Linked DNA regions of Mus musculus: region 1 is linked to region 2. A link is a contact called in public HiChIP or PLAC-seq data. All regions are on one chromosome and are shown on one strand. The core of a region is the stretch at or near the end of the contact, and the rest is flanking DNA. Distances in the headings are between cores, read along the strand shown. Region 1 has its middle 21 kb from the start of Src. Region 2 holds the start of Manbal (mannosidase, beta A, lysosomal-like).

Region 1 (4,431 bases), core at 284-2,783, 35 kb after region 2:
TGAACAACCTCCTCACAGGTAGTCTGTTCTCAACATAGCAGCTGGCAACAACCTGTTAAAAATTGTAAGATTGGGCCGGGCAGGGGTGCCACATACCTTTAATCCCAGCACTTGGGAGGCAGAGGCAGGCAGATTTCTTAGTGCGAGGCCAGCCTGGTCTACAGCGTGAGTTCCAGGACAGCCTATACAGAGAAACCCTATCTAAAAGAAAGAAAGAGAGAAAGAGAGAGACAGCCTATACAGAGAAACCCTACCTAAAAGAAAAAGAGAGGGCTGGTGAGATGGCTCAGTGGGTTAGAGCACCCGACTGCTCTTCCGAAGGTCCAGAGTTCAAATCCCAGCAACCACATGGTGGCTCACAACCATCCGTAACAAGATCTGACTCCCTCTTCTGGAGTGTCTGAAGACAGCTACAGTGTACTTACATATAATAAATAATAAATAAATCTTTAAAAAAAAAAAAAGAAAAAGAGAGAGAGAGAAAGAGAGAGAGAGAGAGAGAGAGAGAGAGAGAGAGATTGGGCCAGCATGAGGGCTCTGCAGGTAAAGGTGCTTGGTTCCAAGGCTTACCTGAGTTTGATCCCTGGGGAAACACATGGTGGAAAGGGAGAACCAACTCCAGCAAGCTGTCCTCTGACTTCTACTGTGTGTGTGCCTGTCTCCTCTTCATTCAAATTAGATAGATAGGTAGATAGGTAGGTAGGTAGGTAGATAGATAGATAGATAGATAGATAGATAGATAGATAGATAGATGGATGGATGGATGGATGGATGGATGGATGGATGGATAGATAGATGGATGGATAGATTGATAAGATAGGTGATAGGTAGATGATGGATAGATGATAGATAGATGATAGGTAGGCAGATAGAGATAGATGAAAGGTAGGTAGGCTGATAGAGATAGATGATAGACAGACAGAAAAATAGATAGATGATAGATAGATATCTAGGCAGATAGATATAGATAGCTGATAGTTGATAGGTAGATGATAGATGATGGGTAGATGGATGGATGGATAGATAGATAGGCAAATAGATATAGATAGGTGATAGATGATAGGAAGGCAGATAGAGATAGATAGATGATAGATAATTGATAGATAATATGTATACAGATGGATGGATGGATAGATAGATAGATAGATGTGAGATTTTTTTTTTAACTTTTGCGATCATGTCTCTTACCTACTTCCATGGCAGGTAATGGCCAAAGTTCTCACTGGAACTCACAGAAGCTTTGAGGGACATTTTACGTCCTTTGACCTCTCCTCAACTCTACCCCATTTTTACTGGCTTCCATCTTCCAAGTTGCCAGGCAACCCCACCTAAGGCCTCTTCTGCCTCGTGTTCCCACTTCACTTAGATAAGATGCCCCCAAAACATCTGTGTTCTAATTCCCAAAGCCTAGGCCCAGTTGAATCACAAGAATCCTTACAAAAAAAAAAGAAGGAGAAAGGAAAATTGATGTCAGAGAGGATGTGACCCAGAAGCAGAAGTTGGAGCTATGAGCAAGGAACGTGGGCTGACTGAGGAGGTCATAAGATGAGGTATAGAATTCCCAGCACCCCACAGAGGAAGTTTCTTCCTGATAAAGCAAACATCTTGATTTTTCATCCACAGAGACCCACTTTGGACCCTTAGTCTCAAAGATTACAGGCGTGGTAATTCAGGCCCGATCCTTAATACCAGCACCTGGTATGCGCAAACGTGAGAATCAGAAACTAACGTCACCCGTGACTACATTGTGAATTCAAGGCCAGTCTGGGCTTCATGAAACCTTGACTCAAAGCAACAACAAACCACTTGGGCCAGGGAGGCCGGAGTTCAGATCCCCAGCATCAGGTAAGAGAAAAAAAGAGGCATGGCAGTGCTTGTAGCCCTGGTATCCAGGGTAGATGAGAGAGTGGATGGAAGACAAGATGGTGGGGCTCATAGGCCCCTAATATAGCAGAAACAGTGAGATCCAGGCTCAGTGAGAGACCCTGTCTCAAAAACTAAACAGGAGAAAAAGAAGACAATCAACACTAATCCATGACTTTCTGTTTCAAGCAAGAAGGTAGGTGTGAGTAGTTGTTATAACAAAAGTTATGTTTTGTTATGCTGAGGGTCGTCACACAACGTCCACACTCTGAATTCCTAACTCAGTCCTGGGCCTGTCTCCCCAAGGCTGCTCTCCTGTGTGGTATATCTTAGCTGAAGGTCAGGTCCAGTCTCTAACAGAAGTCTCTGACTCCAGGGTCAGGATCCTGAGGGAGACGCTCCAGCTGCAGAGCAGATCAAGGTGGTGTCTCTCCAGATGTGCAGAGCAGAGCATTGCTCTTAGTCTCTGCTTCTATACTGTCCAGTGGGCATCATGGGGTCTCTAGGGTTCTGCCTGTTTACCTTGAGTGAGTGACGTCACTGGGTTCTGGTTATCAGGTGCAGCCTTGGGTGCAGTAGGGGTCTTGACTCAGTTATCTTTACATGTCTAAAAAGCATATTTTACTATGCTCATTACATGCAGATTTATTTTTTATTATTTTGAGTTATGTTTTTATGTCTCTGTGTGGATGTGTTCACATGAGTGCATGTGCCAACAGAGGCCAGAGGTATCTAGATCCCTCTGGAGTTGGAGTTACAACTATGAGCCACCTGATGTGGGTGCTGCAAATTGAACTTGGGTCCTCTGGAAGAGCAGTATATACTTAACCACTAGGCCATTTCTCCAGCCCTAATCTGTGACGCTCACACACACATGTACAGGCAGGTGCACCTCCAGCCCGCCAAGTTCTAGCTCATTCAGTAAAGTGTAAGGAAAGGACCTGAATTTGATCCCTAACACCCAGATAAGCAGAGTGGATGCGGTGTTTTTCAGTCTCCATGTACACACACACACACACACACACACACACACACACACACACACACAAATGTGCATGCACACACGCACCTATACACCTATGCACACATAAATATGCATGTTAGGCCTGCACATGCACACGAGTTCTAAATAAGTGTGAGAAAAGAGTTCACTGCTAGTCATCATGGAAATACACATTAAAACCACAATGTCCATTAGCCTCCGGACTGAAGAGAGTCAAAAAGACTGAACACGCCATATGGAGAGGCTGGTGTGTCCGGCAGGAGGATGAGGAGAACAGTAACCTTGGAAAAGCACAGGGGAGTTCCAGGCTGCTACACAGGCCGCCCAGCTCTGCATTCTGCCCCTGGGCATCACCCTAGGGAAGTGAACACAGCTATCCACAGAGTCTTGTGCTAAATTCCAGTAGGAATGTTCATGGTAGCTTTATTGATAAAAGTTAAAAACTGGAAATAGCCAGGGGTGGTGGTGTATGCCTTTAATCCCAGCAACTGGAAGGCAGAGACAGGTGGAATTTGAGGCTAGCTTAGTCTACATAGTGAGTTTCAGGCTAGCCAGGTTATGTAGCAAGACACATTCTAAAAACAGAAACCAAGCAAAACAACCAGAAACATGCCAGGTGCTATCAAAAACAGAATTGGCGAAGGCATGGTGGCACACACCTCTGTCATCTCAGTACTCAGGAAATGGAGGCAGAGCAATTGTAAGTTTTAGGCCAGTGAGAACCTGTCTCCCTGCCCGACCTCCCCTTTCTGAAAAGAAAAGAAAAATAATTTCACAAAAAGACAAATTGTGGTATATTTAAAAACAATAATAAAGGACCCGAATAAATCTGAAAAGAATTTTGGTGTGTGCAATAAGCCAAGCACACACACACACAACACACACTTCCTGTTTCTAGTCAAATGGCATGATAACATAGACACCGCTACCCAGGATGCCTCGGGGAGGTGCAAAGGCTTTCTAGGGGGACCACAGTGTCCTAGGGTTGGAAAGATGGCTCAGTGGGTAAGCACCTTTGCTTCATGACTCTGACAACTTGAATTCAACCCCTGGAACACACAGTGGAAGAAGAGAAAGAACTCTACGAAGCTATCCTCTGCCTGCCACACGTGTGCTGTGGCACGCACACACCTTCATTCGCGTGCATACACCCTACACGTGCACAACAATAATGAGCCCTCTACTTTTAAGGTTCTCTCTGTTGACAGAATGTCAACCTTTTCCCTCCAGGTCAGCTGTCCTAAACAAACTTTCATCCCGGGGCTAGACACGATGTCAAATGCTTCGCCCTTTGCCTCCTCAGCAAATCTCTGAGGCTGATTTGCTCACCTCTGAGGAAACCGAGGCTCAGACACACCAAGCAACTTGCCTTGAGGAACTTGCTAGAACAATGAGCTCAGTGCTCAGGTGATGGTGACATCACGCCTCTAGGCCATCTGGTCCCTCCATCCACCCTTTCTCTGCCCTAAGGGTTTACTGGGTTGGCAGCTGACTGGAGACAAGTTCAACGCAGCCACTGAACTCCTAGGTGTCAGAAGTGTGTTGGGACCCAGAAAGCCTGAGGA
Region 2 (4,868 bases), core at 2,182-4,681:
TAAGTGCAGTGCTCACCTTGTCCTGTGTTGAGTCATGTCAGACATTTTTCTGAGTAGAAACCATTCCCATCCCCGTGCTTTCTCTCTCAGTGCAAAAAGAGACTGTGCATACATTATAGTTAGAGAGAAACCAGTCGTAGAGCTCTGCTGTGTGCTAATGGCTGGCATGCAGGGCACAGAGAGAAGCTAAACTCAGCTGGAGTCCTCTAGGTACCTCCAGAGAGTAAGAAGGAGGCTGTGCCTGCAGCAGCCACACTGGGCGTTTCTTTTTACATTTGGAGACAGATAGTAACGGGTTTCAGAGTACATGTGTTAGCATGTACCTACATCACCCGTATCAGCGTATTTCCCATATTACCTGTAGTAACATGCCAGGGCTGGCCGTACATGTCACACACTAGGTGACTTGAGCAGCAGACATTTATTAGTTCCAGCAGCCAGGAGCGTGAAACCAAGTAGTCTGATGGCACTCGGGAAGGCTTACGAAATCTGTTCTACAGCCATCTCGGCTCCCAGGGCTTGACGGTGGAATTTTGGTGTTTCTTGACCTATAGGAGCATCCCTCCATGTTTGCCTTCATCTCCACATGACATCCTCATGTGTGCATCTGTGTCCAAATCCACTTCTTTTTAGATTAGATTTCAGCATTCATCCTATTGACCTCATTTTTCTCTTAAAATATATATTTGTGTGTGTGTGTGTGTGTGTATGTGTGTGCGCACATATGTCTGCATGTTGTGGGAAGGGAAACATATGCTATGACATACATGTGGAGGTCAGAGAACAACTTAGTGGAGTAGGTTCTCTCTTATTTTTATGTGTTTTCTGGGGATAAAACTTAGGCTACCAGGCACATGCACGTATGCAGCAGCATCTTGACTAAATACACCATCTCCTTGGCCCTCTTTTGTTTGTTTGAGACTGGATTGCTTTATTTAGTCCTGGCTCTTGCTACGTAGACCAGGCTGGCTTGGAACTTGGAGTTCCTTCTGCCTTTGCCCCTCCAGTGTTGGGATTAAGTGTGCACCTCCATATCCATCTCTCTCTCTCTCTCTCTCTCTCTCTCTCTGTCTCTGTGTCTTTTGACAAGGTTTCTCTGTGTGTCCTGGCTGTCCTGGAACTTACTTTGTAAAACCTTGCTGACCTCGAACTCACAGAAATCTGTTGGTCTTTGCCTCCCAAGTGCAGAGATTTCAGGTGTGAGCCACCATGTCCAGCTGATTTACTTTTATGAAAATCCTCACTCCGTAACTTAGTAAAGCTCATTTCCTATCACGACAATGAATACAGCAAAAGGTGGCAGACCTCATGGTCTATATGGCCTCCAAAGAGTAAAAAGGCCCGGATCACCAACCCCAGGAAGCACAGGAGAGGGAGAGGCCCTAGGCTGCTGAGGAGTCCCTGTCCCAACTCAGCCCCAGCACTAAGACCCATCACAGTTTCTATCCTAGACCCGTGGAAGAAGGGGAGGGGCTTAGGGAGCCCTATTCTCTTGAACACCGTCCATAAGGTTCACTGCAACCCCTTCCCCCACAAAAATCCTGCCTCCAAATAGAATCACATTCTGGAACAGTAGAGGTTAAGTTCTGATATATCTTTGAATAGAGGGTAAAGAATTCATAAAACATCTTTTTTTTTTCTGGGTGTGGTTGCTCACACCTTTAATCTCAGCATTAGGGAGACAGAGGTAGACGTATCTCTGTGAGTTCAAAGCTAACCTGGTCTATATATCTATATAGAGAGTTCCAGGCCAGCTAGGATGACACTGTGAGACCCTGTCTCAAAAATAAAAAACGCTCAAGCAAAAATGACTGTCTTTATCTATCCATACATATTGGGCACTTTTAGGGCAAGTCCTGTATTAAATATTTGTTCTCTCCAGACCATATATATGTGTGTGTGTGTGTGTGTGTGTGTGTGTGTGTGTGTATGTATATATAATATAACATAACATATATAATATATATAATGTTTTGTCTGCATGTATGTATTTGTATCACATGTGTGCTTGGTACACAGAGACCAGAAGAAAGCTTCTGGTTTCCTGACATTGGTGTTATAAAGGATTTTGTGCCATTATGTGGGTGCTAGGAACCAAGCCCAGGTTCTTTTGGAAGAGCAGCAGACACACTTAACCACTGAGCCTCTCTCCAGTCCCTAGTTACTCGTTTGTTGCTGTTAGGCTCCGATAGAAGAAACTTTGCAAGTTTGTTTTGGCTTGGGTTGTCGATGACCGTCTATGTCTACCATTGGGAGGACCTCACAGCAGCAGGAGTTTGGAGCAGCACGCTTGAGGATTCTGCCTCAGAAGTAGAAAAGAAAAAGGAAAAAACAAAAACAAAAAACCAAACAACCCAAAATCCATCTACACAATTGATTTTGAGGCTGGGCATGGCTCAGTGAGTGAGAGTGCTTATTGACTAAACATGAAGGTCTCAAAGACCCAAAGTAAAAAGCCAGGCATGGTCACTCATACATCTTTAACGCCAGTCCAAGGCAGAGGAGAGGAGAGGATGGATACGGGATCCCTGCGGCTTTCCCTATCTCAAGGGAATAAGGTGGACTATAATAGAGCAAGACACGTGATATACTCTGGCCTCAGCAGCCATAGGTACATGCATGTGAGTGCATATGCCACACCCGTACCCACACCAATACCCACCCGTGGCACACATAATTAAAGGATTTAGGGGTCAGGGCCACATCAGCTGACCTAGAGATAGTTTATCTGGCTGCCAAGCTGAGTTCGTTGGCTGGAGGCTTGATAACTGCCCACGTGAATCTCACTCTGCGGGACTTCCCAGGAATGATCAAGAGCGAGGAAAGAGGAAGTCACAATGTTTTTCTGTCTTAATCTCGGAACTCAAGCTCAGTATTTCCCCAAAATTCTATGGGTCACATTGGTCAGCGTGGGAGACTGTGAAGGCTTGACTATCAGGCACCAATCACATCACTGCCCATTAAACTCCATTCCTAACTGGTCTGCCGCACTTATTTCAATGCTGATTTTTGCCTTCCAAACATTTATCGCATTAAGGATTCCCTATCTATTATGTGACTTACTGACTATAAACTCCATGGAAGCAGAGATGTTCACTGGTCTCTTTTTAATTTATTATGGTGATTTGTTTTTGTCTGAATTATAGCATGGTAATGTTTGTCCTACCCCTTATATTGTAGATTTCTGGCTCAGACTTAGAACTGAGTTCTAAACTGGGGGGAGACCGGCTGTAATCAGGAGAATTGCCCCCAGTTCGAGGCCAGTCAGAGCTACACTGTTGAGACCCTGTCTCAAATCAAATAAAAAATTCATTAAAGCTTCAACCTTCGGTGTCTAATTAGGGGAGAGCAGGAGGAAGACGGCGAGGAAGCGGTGGACCTGGTAAAACCCGCTGAGCGGAATCTGCTGCTGCTCCCAGCACATCGCTTCCGGGTCACGAGGGATCACTTCCGGTGCGGCGGCGCGGCGTTCCGGGAGGTAAGTATTGAGGCTCGGATAACCCGGCCGAGGCTTCCCGGCGGGCGGGATCGGGGCGGCGTTGCGGGTTACAGCGGCTTCCGGGGTTGCGGAGGGCAGTTATCTGTAAAGGCAGTCTGCGTTCCGAGGAGACTGGGGCCCTCGCGAGGGTTGTGCAGGGCCAGGGCCCAGCCTGCCCTGCGCCGGGACCAGCCGGGGCTTGGCTTGTCGGGTGTGCCCTGGATGGCTGTGTTACCTCGGGCATCTCGATCTTCCTCTCCCGGTCACTTTCCTTCCCCGCAGAAGGCTCCCTTGGGCCTGTGCGGAGGATGCGAAGGCCGGGAGCGTATCAGTGCTTAGTTGCAGTGTGTGCTTGAGAGAAAACTGCCAGAGAAAGGGATGGGGAATGCGATAGCCTCCCCGGTGTCTGCGGTTCCAGTGACCTGACACCTGGAAATAGAAAGTGGAAGACTCCAGAAACAAACCGCGCATGGCTTTGAATTTGTGTGTTTTGAGTAGCTCAGTAGTGGAGACTCACCCAGCGTGCTTGAGTCCCATGTTCAGACCCCAGAACTGTTCTTCCCGGCCCTAAGATAGTAGCACGATGAAGTTTTACCTCTTCCTGCTTTACACGTAGGTCATCGTCTTGCTTGGCGTATCCCTCTGTATACGCTACCCCCTCATTAGTCACGTAGGACAGCTGCCTGTGTAACCCTCATATCAGCACAAGAGTAGTAATGATAGCCTTTGGGGTTTGCTGAAAAAGGTGCTATTTTAAACAGCCTTTTTTTTTTTTTTAAAGGAAGATTCTTAGGCTAAAGTTGCTAAGCTATTTGGTGAGAACAAAATTTTTGTTGTTTTTCCAAGACAGGGTTTCTCTGTGCAGCCCTGGCCATCCTGGAGGAGCTCTGTGGGTTGGAGGCTAGCCTGGTCTACAGAATAAGTTCCAAGTCAACCAAAGCTACACAGAGAAACCCTGTCTCGAAAAAAAAAAAATCAAAATTAAAAATCAGAGCTGGTGATATGGCTGAGTTGGAAGAGGGCTTACCCAGCGTGTAAAAGCCTTGGTTTTTATCCCTTGCATCCTAAGTCTGGGGGTGGGGCAGAGCATGCCTATACTGTTCTGGGCTGCATAGCAAATTTGAGGGCTCCATGGGAACTTTGCTGAAACATCAATAAGTGGTAGTTTTGTTTTTGAACCTCACATTGCCAAGGTTACAGCCATAGTGTGTAGTAAATGTTTACTTAGTTAGGATAGAGATGGCATCGAATTTGTGAGTAGAAACGGACAAAGACTGCCTTACGCTATGTGAAGGCTTCAGCCAGGCCTCCCCTGAAACAAGAGCACAAAGCCACTTCCTGGGAATAAGGGATGGTCACACAGGTTAGGGATGGATTCGTTCTGAAACCA

The links. HiChIP or PLAC-seq counts read pairs in DNA pulled down with a chosen protein or histone mark.
Region 1: an H3K4me3 HiChIP or PLAC-seq map of bone marrow-derived macrophages shows a contact between it and region 2, with 3 times the contacts expected there. The contact joins the enhancer-like site here to the promoter of Manbal in region 2. A contact is called at or near these places in 7 of 39 promoter capture datasets (3T3-L1-derived adipocytes, the HPC-7 cell line, cranial neural crest and 4 more), 2 of 15 datasets of contacts at CTCF or cohesin (the NIH/3T3 cell line and pro-B cells), 21 of 484 Hi-C or Micro-C datasets (the G1E-ER4 cell line, the HPC-7 cell line, common lymphoid progenitors and 12 more), 26 of 115 datasets of contacts at active chromatin or transcription factors (CD8 T cells, the HPC-7 cell line, T-cell acute lymphoblastic leukemia and 19 more) and 2 of 9 other capture datasets (adipose tissue and pancreatic islet).

Annotation. Positions count from the first base shown.
Region 1 is chr2:157,401,513-157,405,943 of GRCm38.p6, forward strand. No RefSeq gene overlaps it. Among named protein-coding and RNA genes, the nearest start is that of Src, 21 kb to the right of the region's middle. Within about 2 kb of position 1,534, at least 2 of the 459 cell types and tissues checked have an H3K27ac peak or open chromatin away from gene starts, as enhancers often do. A contact at or near this core is called in bone marrow-derived macrophages, where this site is marked.
Region 2 is chr2:157,364,163-157,369,030 of GRCm38.p6, forward strand. Manbal (mannosidase, beta A, lysosomal-like) reads left to right here and starts at 3,432. Exons shown (of 3, transcript NM_026968.3): 1 at 3,432-3,478. Gm39974 (a long non-coding RNA gene) reads right to left here and starts at 1,019. Exons shown (of 3, transcript XR_866905.1): 1 at 17-1,019.